2 separate regions of the Mus musculus genome follow, and region 2 is linked to region 1. A link is a contact called in public Hi-C data. All regions are on one chromosome and are shown on one strand. The core of a region is the stretch at or near the end of the contact, and the rest is flanking DNA. Distances in the headings are between cores, read along the strand shown.

The links. Hi-C and Micro-C count contacts between places; a contact is called where the count stands out from the background.
Region 2: a contact with region 1 is called in a Hi-C map of adipose-derived mesenchymal stem cells, with 3 times the contacts expected there. The contact joins the promoter of Sgcd here to the enhancer-like site in region 1. A contact is called at or near these places in 5 of 484 Hi-C or Micro-C datasets (the HL-1 cell line, adipose-derived mesenchymal stem cells, cardiomyocytes and 2 more) and 3 of 115 datasets of contacts at active chromatin or transcription factors (the HL-1 cell line, cardiomyocytes and embryonic fibroblasts).

What each region holds. Positions count from the first base shown.
Region 1 is chr11:47,004,089-47,006,645 of GRCm38.p6, forward strand. All of the region lies in intron 6 of Sgcd (sarcoglycan, delta (dystrophin-associated glycoprotein)), which reads right to left. Among named protein-coding and RNA genes, the nearest start is that of Timd4, 190 kb to the left of the region's middle. Within about 2 kb of position 1,288, at least 9 of the 459 cell types and tissues checked have an H3K27ac peak or open chromatin away from gene starts, as enhancers often do. A contact at or near this core is called in adipose-derived mesenchymal stem cells, where this site is marked.
Region 2 is chr11:47,378,054-47,380,610 of GRCm38.p6, forward strand. It overlaps Sgcd (sarcoglycan, delta (dystrophin-associated glycoprotein)), which reads right to left and starts at 1,272. Exons shown (of 8, transcript NM_011891.5): 1 at 1,201-1,272.

The DNA.
Region 1 (2,557 bases), core at 38-2,537:
CTTTACTTCCTGAAACTTTATTCAGGCTCCTAAACACTCCCCAAAGTCCTGTGCCAATCCACTCATACCTTATTGGGTCTACACTCAATCTCAAATATGGTGTCTGATCTACCTGGTTCACCTTCAACAAGAACCTAGTTAGACGGATACTGTCTCTTCCTCTCCCTATGTTTCCATTCACTGACTCCCACTCTGCTATTTAAGTACAAATTTTTACTTATCCATGCTTACTTATCCATTCAGGGTAGAGCTCAATATCTCTACCCTCTACTTTATCTGATCCCTGTCGTCTTGAAGCTTTAGTATCATTCTACAGATGTTTATTGAGATTGGCTATGTATGGAGAATATAGCTAATTATTTCATGTAGTTTATTGCTACCCCTATTTTTGTACTTGAGGAAAATGAGTCTTGAAGAAATCAAACAACTAGCTCATATTATAGAGCTACATAGATACAGCTCTATATCCAAGGCCAAGCACTATGGCTCTAAAGTCATTTTCTCTCTCTTTCTTTCTTTCTTTCTTTCTTTCTTTCTTTCTTTCTTTCTTTCTTTCTTTCTTTCTTTCTTTCCTTCTCTCAGTGAAGAGAAGCACACAAACTGATGTCTAAACTAGCAGAAAGCATGTACTAGAAGAGATTTAGAAGGAGGTAGAGGGTTCAAGGTAGGTAGTAGGACCTTTAGCCCATAACTCTAGAAGCTTAGACATATTTCCCAGGAAGAAAGGAAAGGAGGCTTCTGGGCAACATAATTATGAGGATTTTGTGATAGATGTAAGTAGAAATGTAGTAGGTAGACAGATATGAGGCAAACCATCAGCGCTTTGTAGGCCATGAGCATTGTGGGCTCTTTCCTCTGAAGGGTATTAAGTAGGAAGTGACCTGGTAGGACTGCATTTAAGCAAGACAATCTGGCCTCAGGGTAGAGAACAGAACAGCAGAGCATAGAAGACAAGTATTCAGACATGAGAGGGCTAAAGATGAGGGAGGTGGTACCCAGATTCTTATCACTATGTTGTCAATAATTCAGGTTTATGACACAGGACAAGGAGTTAGACTAAACACGGGCCTCTACCATGGTATTATATGCACAAGGGATATTGGCACTTGCCCAGGAGAAGGGCATATTGGTATGCAGTAGCATCATGATCTGAAGCTAGCTAACTTTCAATTATTGTAATACTTAAGGCCTCTGAGATGAAATAAGTAGGATAGTATTCTATGTTTTTAAGAGTTGGCCATCTTCAAGATAGATTACATGAAGACAATGACTTAGACATGACTACAGTTGCAAAATGTAAAATTCTCAGGCCTTGACTCATATTGGGAAATGCATGCAGTAGTACCATGTAATGGTGGGAAGTGACAGGAAATAAGACAGAATTCTGAGACTAATTAGTTAATGAAAACAAGGAGGTACAGATTAATAAACACCAGTATAATTAAGAGTTGTTGTTGGTGAAGCAAAATGCCTTTTGTCTTCTCATTTTCAAAGCCTGGAAGACTATTAATCACTCTGTATTGTAAACACATTTGCCAATTTGTTGTAGCTGAATGCTGAATAGGCAGTGGGCCACGGGATGACTCCTTGGTTTGATATGCTAGGAGATGAGCCAACTGGAGAAAGATGTAAGACTTGCTATGCAGCTGGTCATCCTGGTTAGGACCAGGGCAGCCACTTTTTCAAATGTAATAGAAACAAGAAACTCTCATCTGCAGATAAAAGGACATATGGTAACTTTTTCTCATGTATAAGTCCATCAGAATCAGCTATCTTTGGGTTCCAGCTCACATCATTTCTTTATTCCTAATTGTTAGAGTATGAAGATAGCATGAAAAGCAGCTTGATGGATCATTTTGTTATGAATCCCAGAATCCCAGAATGAGGAAGCTGTAGCTGGGCCTTTTTGGATGAAGGGTTCCCTGTGACATCACTTCTAATGCACAATGCTTCTTCATCAGAAGCAACTATGCTTCTACATAGTTTAACTTCTTACAGTCCTCATTGTAGACAATACTTTAGAATCCCAAATGTTTCACTTGGTCTCATCTTATTGTCAGGTTTGCTCTTATTCAAGTTCTGCAGGTCCCATGTTTGGCCATTTCATAGCACATATAAGTGGCATTTCTGGCCTCAGTTACTATCTAGTATTCATTACTGACACTGCCCCTTGTGGCTGGGCAAAACTGACTTGTGACATCTGGATCCTCATGAAGTTAGATTATGCTGTTATGAGCACCAAGGACCTCAGCAGAGCACCAGCCCTCAAGCTAAACTGTATGGAAGAAAGGAGATCCACAAGTCTCTCCAGCTCATCCAAGAAGGTATGCTCAGTCTGGTTTCTATAGGATACTGGCTGCCGAGAATGGGGATCTGTCATTTGATGAAAGAACTAAAGAAAAACTTAAAAACACAACCACTTAAGTGCATCACTCTACAACTTTAGTACAATATATACCTATAGGTACACACACGCATACACACTCCACCACCACCACCACTACCACCATCAACTTATGGGACCATATCACCTGAAATAGCATGCAGCAATAGTATT
Region 2 (2,557 bases), core at 22-2,521, 370 kb after region 1:
GTCTTCTAAGAGAAGCAACCATAAGGTCTAGTGGCTCTGTGCTAATGACCTAGTATTCAAGGACTTTCCTCTGTTTTCCCTAGGCAGGCTCTTGCCCAAGTCTCCTCTGGACTTGCTATGGACTGATCACCAAGTTAGCCCTAAAACTGGATGGATGAGCTTTAGTCCAAACTTGTCTGAGCTGAGCTAAGCTCTTAAAGATAGTAACACTGCATGGCTTGTCTTCTAAATACATACACAGAAAGGAGCAATGTAGTAGTCCCAGGAAGGCTATTTATTATATGTATTACAATATAGTGTATATGTATTACAATATAGTGTACATATATGAGAAAGAACAAAAATTGAAGAGGAAAGGCAAGATTCTCTTCTGCTAAAAACTAGTCAACATTTTTAATGCACTGGTTTTAGGGAAAAATAAAACGGAGCAATCGATAGAACATTCACACTATTTGCCTCTATTCTTAACAATGATTTTTCAAAAATAAATGACTGTTTTATGCTATTGCTCTATTATCTGTTATAAAATATAGAAACATTTACTAAACTACAGGTTATTTCTTCCACCAAGTAAAAGGCAGAATAACAATCCAGCATATTTCTACACAAATATATTACTGCTACTCAAACCTCACATAAGAAAGTCAAAGACACATTCGAAAATTAAACACCAGGAAGCCTTACACACATCTGTTCCTACAAAAAAAAAAAAAAAAAAAAGTGTATTCCAAAATAAAAACTTCCAACTCTGATTCCCTCCAAAAGCAGAGAACGGTTTCCTGCTTGGAACACCCCCTTTAAAAATCCCTGAAGCATTCAAAACCGGAATGTCTTCATGGGAGATTATCTTTGCAGTCAAACGAGTGTCCCGTGAAGCAGAAAGGGAAACTTCCAGAGCGCTGGAAGAGGGTGTCAACACAGGAATCCACACACTTTTCCTTCCCCAGTGCTGTTAGCTGTGCAGTGCTAACTTTCAAAAGTGCCTGGGTGCTGTTGAAACTCAGATCTTAAGGGCCCTTTGCGGGCAGACAAAGCTTAGAAGCACCCAGTCCCTCTGCCCAGGTGATGAGCTGAAATGTGTTCATTCACACGTACACACGCGGCCTCTCCCCACCCCTGAATCCCCCAGTGTTGGTGAACGAACAGCAGACAGGGCTCAGGAAGCTAGGCTGGTAAGGCAAGAGCTGCACGGTCCCCTACCTCTCTTGTCTGTTTCACAGAGTGGCGGATGAGAGTCCCCCGTGGTCCCGGGGAAAGCTGAGAGGCTCTGATGGAGGCGGCCACTCAGCCCGCCCCCGTGAGCAGGCCCTGCCTGCGCTCAGGAGCTGCCCCAGTCAGATTTTCCAGCCGCACAACTGCAGCCAAGTCCCTGCCCATGCCTGAAGAATTTCCTGAACAGCATTCCCGCTCTCTCACTGCCTGCTTTGAAACCCTACTCTGCCTCTACTTCGATCCGGTTTTGTCAAGCTGACTCCCAGCTACTGGGCTGTCTCCAGATATCAATGGGAAACACGTGTGTCAAACACAGCCTAGCTTTCCTTGCAAGAGCGCTCATGGCGTCTGTCGGCTGGGTTCACACTCACAGAAAGAAGGCTGCTTCTAGAAACTGGATTTCCCAGACATTCTGTACACAAACTTTGCTCTGGGTACTAGATGCAGTAGACATGCCATCCCTCCCTCCCCCGACCCCCAGTTCAACATTGTCTCTTTGTACCTTGCCTGTTCCACGTGGATTGTGGAATTCCCCCACTGCCTGGGGTAAGCCCCCTGTGTTTCCCTCTTCCAGACCTTAATAACAAACCGACTGCAGCGAAGAGATATAAATTCTAACTCCATCTTCCTCTCTGGCCCTTCCTAAGTTTTTGCTTAAAATTTCAGTTGCTGGGGAAGCAATATTTTTAGCATTTCCAGTTCCGTCCTCCCAAGTTGTCTCCTCCACCTGATTCCTGCTGCATCTATCTCTGCAGCAACTAAAAATAATGCAATTATTTTCCTCAGACACTTCTGATACTTTTTGCTCTAAAGCTGTGCAGGTAACATGGTACTGGCTGTAACGTTTTACATGCTGTGACAACTCTGTTAAAGTGACAGGAAAAGAAAAGAACCTGGGACCAGAATGCATACTACATCTGTGAAGCTGTAATTTTCTCTTTCCTGGGTGGCATTCCCTCAAGATGTTGTGGGTACCTCCTGCTGGGTTTTGTGGTCTACCTTTGACATTTTCTCTTTCCTATCATAAAAAAAGGAGACAAATCTCAAAACACATGTGCTTCCAAAGGGAAGCTACCTATATCTGGTAAGCCAAAGCAACGTTTTCAACTTAATGTTCCAGAAAACAGGTTAAAGAGAAACATTTGGTGTATGAGTTTTGTTGTTTTGTTTTGTGTTAACATTTAAATCACACACATCAACATTTTTCTCTTTCTTTCCTCCTTCTTTTCCTCCCTCTTTGTTTGTTTGTTTGTTTGTTTCTGTCTTCCCATTTTCTTACCAGATTTAAAAACTATTTATATGTTCTTGAGTGGGCTGCTGTAGATCTTAGAACTCACTGGCGTTC